3 separate regions of the Rattus norvegicus genome follow, and all the other regions are linked to region 2. Evidence: chromatin contacts called from public Hi-C data. All regions are on one chromosome and are shown on one strand. The core of a region is the stretch at or near the end of the contact, and the rest is flanking DNA. Distances in the headings are between cores, read along the strand shown. Region 1 has its middle 37 kb from the start of Fgd2. Region 2 holds the start of Pim1 (Pim-1 proto-oncogene, serine/threonine kinase). Region 3 has its middle 61 kb from the start of Fgd2.

The links. A called contact is a pair of places that touch in the nucleus more often than the background predicts.
Region 1: a Hi-C map of liver shows a contact between it and region 2, with 4 times the contacts expected there. The contact joins the enhancer-like site here to the promoter of Pim1 in region 2. A contact is called at or near these places in 9 of 12 Hi-C or Micro-C datasets (the A7r5 cell line, Schwann cells, frontal cortex and 5 more) and 1 of 1 datasets of contacts at active chromatin or transcription factors (oligodendrocytes).
Region 3: a contact with region 2 is called in a Hi-C map of liver, with 2.3 times the contacts expected there. The contact joins the enhancer-like site here to the promoter of Pim1 in region 2. A contact is called at or near these places in 2 of 12 Hi-C or Micro-C datasets (liver and psoas muscle).

What each region holds. Positions count from the first base shown.
Region 1 is chr20:7,461,053-7,465,958 of GRCr8, reverse strand. No RefSeq gene overlaps it. Among named protein-coding and RNA genes, the nearest start is that of Fgd2, 37 kb to the right of the region's middle. Within about 2 kb of position 2,633, at least 32 of the 93 cell types and tissues checked have an H3K27ac peak or open chromatin away from gene starts, as enhancers often do. A contact at or near this core is called in the A7r5 cell line, Schwann cells, kidney and 1 more, where this site is marked.
Region 2 is chr20:7,554,468-7,558,996 of GRCr8, reverse strand. It overlaps Pim1 (Pim-1 proto-oncogene, serine/threonine kinase), which reads right to left and starts at 2,501. Exons shown (of 6, transcript NM_017034.1): 1 at 2,417-2,501; 2 at 2,217-2,323; 3 at 2,071-2,121; 4 at 1,605-1,971. The coding sequence starts at 2,498.
Region 3 is chr20:7,485,122-7,489,409 of GRCr8, reverse strand. No RefSeq gene overlaps it. Among named protein-coding and RNA genes, the nearest start is that of Fgd2, 61 kb to the right of the region's middle. Within about 2 kb of position 1,474, at least 4 of the 93 cell types and tissues checked have an H3K27ac peak or open chromatin away from gene starts, as enhancers often do. A contact at or near this core is called in liver, where this site is marked.

The DNA.
Region 1 (4,906 bases), core at 1,384-3,883, 93 kb after region 2:
AGGGAGATCAGCGTACATCTGAGGGAGTGTGTGTGTGTGTGTGTGTGTGTGTGTGTGTGTGTGCGCGTGCGTGCGTGTGTGTGCGCGCGCGCGCGCGCGCGTGCCTACATGTGTGTTTACGTACATGTCTGAGGAAGCCAGAGGACAACCTTGAGGGACATCCTCGAGAACACCAACCACCTCCTTAGAGACAGGGTCTCTCCTTGACTGATTAGGCTGGACTGGCTGACCACTGAGTCACAAGCCCCCTGGTGTTTTACCTCCCAAGCTATGCTGTCACCGTACCTAACTTTTCACATGAGTTCTTTTTTTTTTTTTTTTTTTGGAGCTGGGGACCGAACCCAGGGCCTTGAGCTTCCTAGGCAAGCGCTCTACCGCTGAGCTAAATCCCCAACCCCTCACATGAGTTCTTTCACGTGAGTTCTCAGAATGGAAGTCAGATCTTCCTGGTTAGAGTCAAGCACTGTACAGACTGAGCTATCTCCCAGCCCTTAGTCTAGCCTGATCTCAAACTTGCTATACGATCGAGAAAGGCCTTGAATTCCTGCACTGTCTCCATCTCTCAAATGTTAGGATTACAAGTATGTGGTTCCTTGTTCAGTCTTTGGGGGGGGGGGGCAGGGTTTAATTCTGTAGCCCAGGCTGCCCTCCAACTCACAGTGATCCTCCTGTCTCTAAATCAGCTGCTGAGATTACAGGAGCGAGCCACCCTGCCCAACTCTTTCTTAGTTTTGTTTCAAGACATGGTCTCACTATGTTGCTGGTCTGGAACTTGCTATGTAGACCAGGCTGGCCTGGAACTCACGATTCTAGGACTAAGAGCACTCACCACCACAGCCTACTTCCTGGCTGGGCTTTGAAGGATTTCCTGGCGGAATGGAGGACCTGCCAAGGAGGCAAAGGATGGGGCTAGGGGAGATGGTGAGGGGCTGTGTGGTTTTGGAGTAAGAAGTGGGGTGGGGGGGGTTGGGGATTTAGCTCAGTGGTAGAGCGCTTGCCTAGGAAGCGCAAGGCCCTGGGTTCGGTCCCCAGCTCTGAAAAAAAGAACCAAAAAAAAAAAAAAAAGTGGGGTGGGGGATTATTAGGGGGTGTATTTTGAAGTCCTGTTTGTATGCAGATGGGACATGGAAAAAGGACCTGGGCAACCTCGGCTTCCCAAGCTGGAGTGCAGCGCAGCAGGCTTCCATGTGGAGCTGGGTCGCCCAGGGAGACTGCCTTGTGGGGGGGTCCTTAAGTATCCTTCTGTATCTCCCAGGCAGGAGCTGCTCTAGCAGGGTCTGATACTCGTGAGCTGCCATCACTTTCCTCCCACCCCCAACGTGGTACGTCAACCTGTGTAACCTCTTCAGAAAGCAGTGTGTTTACACACTGAGTATTCACACACACACACACACACACACACACACACACACACACCCATGCCCTTTGACCCGGCGAGTCCCTTTCTAGGACGTTTCCTGAGGCGCCTTCTGTGATGCAAGGCTGCACTTAAGGCCTACAGCCCTTCCCTAGGGTTATTTAGAGGAGCTAAGTAAATAAATAATGAGTCTGCAAGTCCGCAGCCGCAGGAAGGGGTGTAAATCCCCCGGATGCTTTCTCCTATCTTGCTAGGGTCACTGTGTAAGCTTCCACCTTTGGTTTCCTATGCCTTCTAATGTCAAAGGTCCATGCTCAGGCACGCAGAATTAATGTCCTGTGCCAGGCAGACACATAGCCTGGGAAAAACAAAATGAACTTTATTAATGTTATCGCCAGGTAGCACGCACCTAGGATCCCTGTAATTCAGGAGGCAGAAGAATCACAAGTTTGAGCACCGCTTGATCTTTAGAGTGAATTCCAGGGCAGCCAGAGCCACAAAGTGAGACCTTGTCTCAAAAGTATCCACCCCCTTCCCCCCCCAAAAAAGGGCTGGCAAGATGGCCCAGTGGGTAAGGCTGTTTGTCACCAAGCACCTGTTCGATCGTGATGTTTCACAGGTTGGACTGATTGAACCAACTCTCGCCTGCAAGTTGTCCTCAGACTACCACACAGGTTCCTCTCCCCAAATTTAAATGTACTTTTTTTTTTTTTTAATTTGAAAGACGAACAAACAAAGTTAGCATGGAGGTTAGCCAGTAGAGCAATTGGCTAGCAGGGCTGCAGCCCCCTTGCCAAGTGAACCCAGCATGGTGGTGAATGTTGATCCTGGCATTTAAGGAGGTGTGCACCAGAGGATGTGAAGTCCGAGGCCAGCCTAGTTACTGGCCAGTGACTTTTGTTTCCTGCAGGGGGTTAACCTCAGTCTTTTGAACACCAGTTCCCTGCCACAGAGCTACTGGCCCAGCCCAGAAGTGATCTGTGATTATTCACCAAACACTGGTTTGGGGTGCTGCTGTCATGTTTTTTTCTTTTTCTTCCTTTTTTTATTTAAAAAAAAAAAAAAACTTTTCCCAGTTGCACGGAGTTGCACTGATGGCGCGCTGTGTTGTCGGCCTTGCGCTATTTTTAATGATTATCTGTTTAAAGTCTAATATTGAAAAGGGAAAGGAAAGAGAAAGGAAACGTGAATTCCCAGAACCAGAGGCCCAGCGGAGGCCAGGCTGAGAGGGGGAACTGATCCGCCCGCCGGTTCCAGGGAAACGCTGCAGCCACGTGGACCGAGGAGGCCGGCTGTCTGCCTGGGCCAGCGCCTGGGTCCACCTCTTCCCTGCAGGGCCTGCAGGGGGCGGGGCTGGCCATGCTGACAGATGTGGCGGGAAAGGGTGATCGACCCTCCTCCATTTCCTTCCGCCCAGGCTCCTGGTGGAGGGGGAGGTGTCTCCTCCCCAAGGACCCTTGCTGCCCTGGGGTGAGCCCATCTGTCTCCTTGGCCTCCACCCGCTCCTCACTGGAGGCGTCTGCTGTTTGCCTAGTGCAAACTCTGGCTTTCCTTGGAACTGTTAGCCTCCTGTGGTTCCCACCCGGGTCCGCCAGAATCACAGCACTAGGGCCACCCAGGAACTGAATGGAAACACGAATGCGCACACTCCACCCAGATCCCGCCAACCTGCAGCTTGGGAGGTGGGGCTGCTCAGACAAATTCTAACAAGCCAGACAGTCTGCGCCCCCTCCCCCTTTACTTAAAAAAAAGTTAAAATTATTTATGTGAATTCATTTGTGTCCGTGCATGTATAGGACACACCAGGAGCTAATGGAGGGCAGAAGGTGTCAGATCCCTTGGGATTGGAGTTACGAGCCATTGTTAGCTGCCACGTGGATACTGGGATCCAAACCAGAGTCCTCTGTCAAAGCAGAAGTGCTCTGAAGCATAGACCAGCCTCTCCCTGAGCCTCTTTTTTGACTCTGGTTCTCATATAGCACTGGCTGGTCCTGAACTGATTGATGACCCTTAAGCCTTCGTCTGCCTCCAACTTCTTACGGACTACAGGTACAGTCAATAGTTCCTGCCCCACAACCTGATGTTCACAACCTCACTTTAGGAATTGACCCTCTTTCAATAATAATAATAATAATAATAATAATAATAATAATAATAATAATAATAATAATAAGCAATAATACACAGTTTTTTTTCTTTTCTTTTTTTTTTCCGGAGCTGAGAACCGAACCCAGGGCCTTGCGCTTACTAGGCAAACGCTCTACCACTGAGCTAAATCCCCAACCCCTAATACACAGTTAATAATTAAAAATGCACACAGCCAAGCAGAGGCAGCAATAGGACTCTGAGGACATGTTTCTTTCTTTTTTTTCTTTTCTTTTCTTTTTTTCAGAGCTGGGGACCGAACCCAGGGCCTTGTGCTTGCTAGGCAAGCGCTCTACCACTGAGCCAAATCCCCAACCCCTGAGGACATGTTTCTTAATCTCTGTGCCCAGAGCTGCCAAATCTTAAGAGGTCCTATCAGGTCCTTTCAAGTCTGGCTTTAGACTGACATGGTTTAATTGGAGTTTGGGATTGGAGGCATCAGACCCCTGGTTGCTTGATAGGAAAACCAGAAGGACTCCCCAGGAGCCCCCAAGCAACCCAGATACCCTGTGGGCTCTGTGCCTGCTCAGGGTCTCTCCATTCCTGACAGCAAGCGAAGTGACTTTAAGGCTGGCCCAGCCTGCAGAGGAGGCACACAGCACCACCTGCTGGTCAGAACGTAGCACTGCCGGTGTTAGGGGACGAATGAAAGGACCCCCCCAGACACCATCCATACTGAGGAGGACTGTGGCAGGTGCTGACCGGGTGTGCACATGTCCACACGTGGCTGTCTGAGCCCATGGGCAGGTCGCACTCTCAGTGCCAAGTCCTCGGAAATAGAACTACATTCTTCTCTTTATCGGTGTATTTCCTCACCGATGTGGAATTGCGCCAGGCCCACACTGGCTGCCACCCCTGAGACTTCAGGTTGAAAATAATAAGGTGATCTTTTTTTTTTTCTTTCTTTTTTTTTTTTTTTTTTGGTTCTTTTTTTCGGAGCTGGGGACCGAACCCAGGGCCTTGCGCTTCCTAGGTAAGCGCTCTACCACTGAGCTAAATCCCCAGCCCGGATAAGGTGATCTTAAGGTAACATGAAATGGATTCTAGATGTAGCCAATCTCTCATTTGGGCCGGGGCTGGAAATCTGCCTAGTAAAGATTTGTTTTTTTGTTTTGTTTTGTTTTGTTTTGTTTGTTTTGTTTTGTTATTGTTGTTGTTTTTGATACATAGTCTCACGTGGCACAACTGCTAAGCTGGTGGCGAACTTTCCCTGGAGCTGAGGATGACCTTGAACTCCAGTTCTGCTTCCACCTACCCGGGGCTGCTAGAATTTGAAGTGTGCAGTCACTGAATTTGGTGGTGGTGGTGGTGGCGGCAGCAGTGTGCACATGCGTGCATGTGCGCATACGTGTACCATGTGTTCACATGCTACCAAACCTGTTTGCTAGCAGAGTGGTTCTTTTC
Region 2 (4,529 bases), core at 1,252-3,751:
CAGGCTGCCCTGGAGATCTGCCTACCTCTCCCAGTGCTGAGATTAAAGGCATGAACCACCACCACCACCACCACCACCAGGCTTTAAAATACTTCTTAAAGGCAGTGCCTGGCTTGGATTGGGCAGCACATGCCTTGAATCCCAGGTCTCAGAAGGCAAGACTTTGAACTTTAAAACAATCATACACATTATTTACACTACATCTCTGCCTCTTTGGTCCAGACAAGTGATATGGTACCTATCCAGGAACCCAAACCCTAAACCCAAATCCTTTACACACTGGCCCAAAAGACAGAGGCAGCGAAAAGCTGAATCGTGGAGGCCCTAATCACTCAGCGGGATAACCTTGAACTACAACGACTCCAAAGACTTTGCCAGATTAGTCTCATCTAGAACGGGCCACTTAAGGACCCTTATACACAACACTGAAGTCAGGGTGTGCTTTGGAAACTCTCCTCTGGGTTTTTTTTTTTTTTTTTTTTGGTTCTTTTTTTCGGAGCTGGGGACCGAACCCAGGGCCTTGCGCTTCCTAGGCAAGCGCTCTACCACTGAGCTAAATCCCCAACCCCTCTCCTCTGGGTTTTAGGCCCCGGACACCTACACTCTTTCCTCCCCAAACTGGAAAGGTACGATTGCAGGGCTGGTTTCAGACCACGTGATTCCTGTTTACAAACTTTGGGTAGTAAAAAAAAAAAAGGCGCTAACCTCAAGGTGCCCAACAGGGGGCAGTAAAGGCTTGCCCAGGGGAGGAAAACACAGGGGAGGACTCAGCCAGCCATTAACTGTTAAATACAAAAAATGCAGCCCAGCCCAGCATCCTCCAAAGAAATTCAAACCACAAGCCAGAGTCACAAGTTTTGAAAGGACGTAGTTTGTTGGGGTGAGCCGCTCAGATCATGACCCACCCTCGTGCTTTGATCTACTATTCCCTCCCCTCCTTTTCTGAAAGAACGCGATCCAAGCCCCTCCCTAGGATAGATAGGTTTTCAGCCTCCCTGAGGAGACACCCAACTAATTTTCAAACCAGCAACAGATCTAATTTCACAACATTCGTCCCAGGCCTCGTCACCCCACAATACCCCCGAGTGGAGTGAACCGCGGCTCTTAGTCCTTTGCCCTCAAAAACAAAACAAAACAAAACCCGGCAGTTCTACGAACTACCTTAAAACTCCCACACAAAAACAAAACTACAAACAAACAAAAAGAACCCGGCACTAAAGTCTCCCGCCACCACCGGCTCCACCTCCTACTGGCGAGAAAAGTGGGTCATACTTTAGAAATCTGGGCTACAGCCGGATTGCCCACGACCTCTTATTCACGGGGAAAGCATGGAATTTACTAAATTCCTACCAAAAAGAAAAACAAGCAAACAGCAGCAGCAGCAACAACAACAAAAAAACCAATCACGCCAGAAATGCTTGTTGCAGGTTTTCAACCAGCTTGAAATCCCCGGCTGTGCTATGCCGGGAAGCTCGCCTCTGCCCCACCCCTGCCAGCTCTGAGCCAGGCGGCCCAATGACCTTTACAAAGGGCCGGAGCCGAGGCCGCCGGAGGCTTCCAAGCCGGCACCTTGGGCAGAGCTCCCTCCCCGGGGCCTGGCTCACCGTCAAAGTCCGTGTAGACTGTGTCCTTGAGCAGCGCCCCCGACCCGAAGTCGATGAGTTTGAGTTCGCCGCGGTTCAGGTCGATTAAGATGTTCTCGTCCTTGATGTCGCGGTGGAGAACCCCGCAGTTGTGGCAATGCCGCACGGCCTCCAGCACCTGCCAGAAGAAGCTCCGGGCCAGCTCCTCCTGGAGGGCTCCTCGCTCGGTGATGAAGTCGAAGAGGTCTTGCACGGGTTCGGGCCTCTCCAGGATCAGCACGAAACTATCGGGCCTCTCGAACCAGTCCAGAAGTCTAATGACGCCCGAGAAGCCCGAGCTCACCTTCTTCAGCAGGACCACTTCCATGGGCACTCGGGTGCCGTTGGGCTGCAAGGGTGAGTGAGGGCGAGGGTTAGCGCGCCGGTTCCGGCACGCCCGTCACCACCCACCCACCCGGGCGAGGGTCTCGGGCTCTGGCTCACTCACCAGTTCCCCCCAGTCGGAAATCCGGTCCTTCTCCACGTGCTTGATGGCCACCTGGAGGAAAAGACAGACCCCCCGAGTCTCCATCAGACCCTCCAGCTCAAAGCATCCCTCCGCGCGCCCTCCCCAAGGCGGGGTTGCCCACTCACCGGCAAGTTGTCGGCGACGCGGATGCCCGAGTAGACCGAGCCGAAGCCACCGCTGCCCAACAGCGGGCCCACCTGGTACTGCGACTCCAGGGGCTCCTTCTCTTTGCCTGGGAGAGAGGCACGGGACACTAAGCGCGCGCGGCCCACGCGGGGGTCCCCCCCAACGACCCGCGCGCCCGGGGTGGGGTGGGGACACTCACCCGGCGCCAGCTTGTTGGCGTGCAGGTCGTTGCAAGGCGCTGCGCGCAGGTGGGCCAGGGAGTTGATCTTGGACAGGAGCATCCCCACCTCCAGGGTGTCGGTGCGGCGCCGGTGCCGGGACGAGCAGCAGCGGCGGCGGAGCGAGCTGGGGCTGAGCCGACGGCCCGGACTCAGACTGCGGGTGGTGTTGCGGCTCGGGCTGCGGCTGGCGCGCAAGGCCGAGGGCGAGTCGGAGGACGACTGAGGGCGCTGGCGGGGCTGGCGGCAGGAGGGCTCGCCGGCCGGGTCAGGCAGTGCGGAAGGCGGCGGGGCGAGAGGCGCCGCGGGACCCAGGGCTGCTGCTGACTGTGACTGCTGCTGCTGCTGCTGCTGCTGCTGCTGCTGCTGCTGCTGCTGCTGCTACTGCTGATCCCGCCGCCGGCGCTGCCGACTCCCCTCCAGCCTCCTCCGCCGCCACGGCCGCTGCTGCAGACGCCCGGCTCGCCCCGCCGCCAGGAGTAAAGGGGCGGAGCGCGCCGCTGGGGAGGGCGCGCGCGGCGGGCGGGGACGGGGCGGGGCCTCTCCGGGAGGCCGAGGTGGGGAGCCGGGCTGGCGCGGCGGCGGAGGGCGGAGAGGGGGCGGGGAGGCGGCGGGACCAGGGCCGCTCCCCTCCGCTCCGCCCCCTCGCAGCTACACCCCTCGGCCTCGGCCCCGCCCCCGGGCGAGGCTGCAGCCAACCATAAGCGGCCTGATCTGCATAAGGCGTTGCGGGCCCCGCCCGGGCCCCGCCCCGCGCCTCGCGGTCAGAATGGTCGCTAACGCCGCCACGACGTGGCGGGAAGGAAAAGGCGCCAAAACGGAGGGGGAGGGGCGCTGGGCGTGCAGGGAGGCGGGGAGCTGGGTGGCGCGCGCGGCCGGGGGAGGAAGGATGGGGAGGGGCGTATCGATTCAAACCCAAACAATAACAAAGCCATCAAAGGCCGCCCGAGGCCAGCTCCGCCGGCTCTGCGTTTCCCGGAGATTTGGGGTGTGGTGGGGGGTCGAGGGTTGGAGCTGGAGCGTAGCAAGTTGTGAGGAATGGAAGGGCGTTGGTGTGGCCGGCGCGGAGGCCATGAGCAGGGGGACCGCGTGTGTGTGGATGCCGACCAGGGTGGTCCTCTGGTGTGACTCAGCCGGGAGACCTCCAAGGCTGCTGGGGTGGGTTGACGATGCACTGTGGGCTAGATCCCGGGGGTGGCGATTGTGTTTCGGGGGGCGAAGGGCTGTGCAAGACGTGAGTCACCGGCGTTTGCACACCGAGGGAGTCACAGGCCTGCGAGGGGAGTTGGGGGGGGGGGAACCTGGGCTGCGAGGAGCGGGTGACAAAAGATTCTCAATTTAGAAAACGAAAAAGAAAATCATAAGATACCAGAAGGTTCTGATCCCCTCAGAAAGGATCCGGGTCCGAGCGCCTGGGAGAGAGAAAATCACGACACAAATGTTAGCTCTCTCCTGCCAGATGCTGCCTCAGCCCCTTCCGAGAGGGCGGGAGGAGCAGGAAAATTCCTGATCGCGGGCGAGGGTGGGAGGGTGCCGCTGGGTTTAATCAGAGGTTGCTCCTGTAGTCACCTTCTTTCTCATCAGCTTGGTATTAGCAGTCAGGCGATACCAGCTATTCTTGGCCCGGGACCGGAGCCTTGTCTCAAAGGAAAGGCCCCACGTGCACGTGGAAATACCGCGTCTTTTGTCCTTTTAAACTTCAGGGAGAGTTGATAACGACGTGTGAAATTGGGAGACTCTCATTCTGTGTAACCTATACACTGAGATGCTAGTGGCAGGGAGTCATTGAAAGCCAGCTACACCCCATTTTCGTTATTTTTGCTTTTTTTTGGGAGGGGGGCGGTCCGAGAGATCTTGAAAGGAGCAGACTGTCGAGCCTGTTACAAAGCCTGTTACAGATGTAGTCATTAACGTGTTTAAAGGCTTCCTTTACAAGTTTTCCGTGGTGCTTATAAAGATACCCAGAGACTCCGTAACAAAACATTACATATTTCCCTTTTGTTTTTGTTCTGTGGCCCAGCTCATTCATTTCTGATGACGAAAGGAGAAAAACCCAGGGGAACAAGAGTTACTTCCTTTTTTGCAGATAGGAAA
Region 3 (4,288 bases), core at 225-2,724, 69 kb after region 2:
TGAGCTCAAAGTGGACAGCCAGAACTGCAGAGAGAGATCATAACTTATTTGTGTAAGTTTTAAATGTTTCTTTATTTTTAAAGTTTATTTATTTAATGCATACCAGTACTCTGTCGCTGTCTTCAGACACAGCAGAAGAGGACATCGGATCCCTTACAGATGATTGTGAGCCACCATGTAGTTTCTGGGATTTGAACTCAGGACCTCTGGAAGAGCAGTCAGTGCTCTTAACCGCTGAGCCATCTCTCCAGCCCTATTCTTACTATGTGCGTATGTGTATGTGGCTGCGTGGCTCTGTCTGCTGCACGGACTTGCAGGGACTACAGTCGCTGGTAGTTGTGAGCCTTCCGATGTGGTTTGGTTGCTAGGGATTGATCCCAGAAAGTCACCGTTAGAAAGAGTTCCCACCAAAATAGAGGAAGAAGAAAGTAGAAAGCCCCTGGAATTAATTAGGCCAAGGTGTGGGTTGTGAGGTGTGGGTACAGGTGAGGTGGAGGTCTACGGACTTGGGGCTTGGGCGTGGGAGTATGGGGATGTGGGTTTGGAGTCTATAGTGTTAGGGGGGTGGGAGTACGAATTTGTATGCTGAGGTGAGGGAGAAGCAGAACCACCATGCCTGAGGACTAGGGTTTTTTGGGGGTGGGGATATTATCAGCTCCAAGGATTCCTGCTATGGTTCTCCTGGGTTTCCTCGGCATGTTCTAGAAAAGACACATGATGGGACTTTCCAACAGTGGACTTCCCTTGAGGTAGGCTAGGGTAGGCTTCCAGGTGACCCCCTACATCAAAGGTTTCATTTACAACAGTGCGACACACTGTGTGGGCCAGCCAGTGTCCCAGGCACTTTGGAGATGAAGGCCTTCTCGAGCTGGCTTGGATAGATCTGTACCTTCAGCAGCTTGGAGGCCTTCCAGAGATGCTGGCCCTCAAGCTGCCCAGAGGACTCTCCCTCCCTCCCGCTGTAGGAGCCACAGGTCACAGGTGTCTCCATTTTAACCTATATATGCCAGGTGTGAAGGCACAGGCCTTTAATCCCAGCTCTCAGAAGGCAGGGGCTGGAGGATCTCTTGAGTTCAAGGCCAGAGTGAGTTCCAGGATAGCCAGAGCTACACAGAGAAAGCCTGTCTCGAGAAGCAAAACAAAACAAAACAAAAATTACTAAAGCAAGTTTAATTGGTTTTGTTTGGTTGGGTTTTTCGTTCCTTTGTTTTGTTTTTTTTCTTTTTTTCTTTCTTTCTTTTTTTTTTTTCGGAGCTGGGGACCGAACCCAGGGCCTTGCGCTTGCTAGGCAAACGCTCTACCACTGAGCTAAATCCCCAACCCCTTCTGAGCATTCTTTATAGGGGCTGGAGCAACAGAAGACAGCAAGGCCACCTGGCAGGCCAGCGTCCTCTGCATGGACACAGAGGGAGGCTGGGCGTGGGTAGAGCCGGGTCAGGAGAGGTGCTGGCTGGCAAAGTGAAGCTTCAGTGTGCCAACTCTGGGCCCAGCTAGGACAGAGGTGGGAAGGAGGGGGTGGGGGCGTGAATGTCAGAGGACAGAGCTGCCTGCAGTGAACAGTTGAGTAATGAACGAACGAACGAACGAGAAGGACAGATGCTCCGTCCTCTTCTCGATATGTCGTTATCTGACCTGTTTAATCAGGGACTCTCTTGTGCCCTTCTGTTCTCAGATACAAATTCCAAATCCGAGCTGCAATTACAGGATATTATTGTCTGGGTACAAGTGCTGACTGGCAGCGTCGTGGGTGGGTGCCAGGCCCAGATCCGTGTGTACGCCATAGACTGGTATGTTGTGAGCCAGGCTCTGCAGGTGGGAAGGATCCACAGGTATTCAAGGTACTGTGTGTGTGTGTGTGGGTGGGTTGGGCCGGGTGTGTATGTGTGTGTTCATGCTCGTTCCTCGAAGGTTCACTGAAGCAGGCCTGACCCCAGAGTTCTTTCTACAATATCTTGGAAACAAAGGTTAGAGCTAGGTGTGGAGACACACAAAACTGTAATCGAGATATGGCTGAGCAAGGAGTGTCCGGAGTCCAAGGCTAGTTCGTCTTGGCAGCATAACCAGGGAGGCCTGCCTGGAATGTGAGAGACCCTGTCTCAAAAAATAAATAACAAACTTCAAAGATCTGCCTCAGGTGTCCCGTTCTCTGTGAGGGCGAAACAGACTTTGAAACATGTTCGCTACATTTGATTTGGTGGGGTTTTTTTTGTTTTTGTTTTTTTTTTTTGGTTCTTTTTTTTTTCGGAGCTGGGGACCGAACCCAGGGCCTTGGGCTTCCTAGGCAAGCGCTCTACCACTGAGCTAAATCCCCAGCCCCTTGATTTGGTGTTTAAACTCATTTCCTGGATTTTGTTTTTAAAAGAAAAAAAAAAAACTAGATTTGTATTAAGATGTGTTGGGGGCTGGAGAATGGCTGAGGATGCTTTTCACTCTTCTCTGAGGACCCTGTTTAGTTCCCATCACCCATACTAGGCAGCGCATAGCAGTGCCCCCTTCTGGCTTCTGAGTGTGTCTGCACACACATGGTGTGCACACACTGAAACACACACGTACACAAAAATATATCTTTCGGGGTTGGGGATTTAGCTCAGTGGTAGAGTGCTTGCCTAGCAAGCGCAAGGACCTGGGTTCGGTCCCCAGCACCAAAAAAAAGAAAAAAAAATATATCTTTCAAAAATGTTTGCAAAGACTTTGTTTTTTGTTTTTTGTTTTTTCTCTGTGTGGCCCTGGCTGTCCTGGAACTCACACTGTAAACCAGGCTGGTCTTAAACTGACAGGGATCCACCTGCCTCTGACTCCCAAATGCTGGGACTAAAGGCACACGTACCAACACTCTTGGAAAGGATTATTTTAATTTAGGCTTTGTTGGGAAGTAGAATGTATCACAAGATAGTGGTTAGAGCCAATTGGTCTGCTGCTGGTTTATTTGAAAGATTATATTCACATCAAGATTATTTTTATTTTATTTTTTTTTTTCGGAGCTGGGGACTGAACCCAGGGCCTTCCGCTTGCTAGGCAAGCGCTCTACCACTGAGCTAAATCCCCAACCCGATTATTTTTATTTTATTCTGAGGTATAATGCATGAAAAGAAAAAAACTAAAATCTTGCCGAACAGTGGTGTTGCAGGTGTTTGATTTCAGCCCTGGGGAGGCAGAGGCAGGTAGGTCTCGGAGTTCGTGGCCAGCATGGTTTGCAGAATGAGTTCCAAGACAGCCAGGACTACACAGAGAAACTCTCTTTTTTTTTTTTTTTTGGTTCTTTTTTTCGGAGCTGGGGACCGAACCCAGGGCCTTGTGCTTCCTAGGCAAGCACTCTACCACTGAGCTAAATCCCCAACCCCGAGAAACTCTCCTTTTAAAAACTATCAATAAGGACCTGGAGAGATGGCTCAGCGGTTAAGAACACTGACTGCTCTTCCGGAGGTCCTGATTTCAAATCCCAGCAGTCACATGGTGGCTCACAACCATTTGTAATGGGATCCAATGCCCTCTTCTGGTGTGTCTGAAGACAGTGACAGTGTACTCACATATAAATAAGTAAATAAACAAATACATAAATAAATGAAAAACATAAATAAACATTTAAAAAATACGAAAGAAAAAAAGCTACTTTTTAATAGTGTCTGCTTGATACTCTTCTACACATGTACATATACATACATGTGTGGAGCCTCCAGCCCTTCAGCTTGCCAGATAGTCTCAGGTGCCTGTAAATTTCCTCCCCTTCTTCTTGGGGCATTCATCCCTACCAGAGGCTCTTAGACTTCCACCAGCAGCTGGCTTTGTGAAGTCTGGACCTTCATAAGAGTGGGCGCGTGCTGTGTGCACACTTATGTCTGGCTCCTATTTTTTTAAAACAAAAATTAACCTTTGCTTTATTTTATACATGTATATGGGTGTTTGCCCTGTAAGTGCATGTGTACACCACGTGTATTCAGTACCCCGGGGAGTTAAAGATGCTTGCGAGCTAGCCCCGCCTCTCTGATTTTTTTCTTAAAAGTAGTATTTTTTTTTTTTAAGATTTATTTATTTATAAGTACCCTGTAGCTGTCTTCAGACACACCAGAAGAGGACATCAGATCTCATTACAGATGGTTGTAAGCCGCCATGTGGGTGCTGGGAATTGAACTCAGGACCTCTGGAAGAGCAGTCAGTGCTCTTAGCCACTGAGCCACCTCTCCAGCCTCCCTCTCTGATTTTTTTGAGATGGTTTTGTTGTGTAGGGGGTGCCAGTACTTAGAGGTCTGTTGCCTCAGCCTCCTGGAGCTCCATCACACCTAGCTGATTT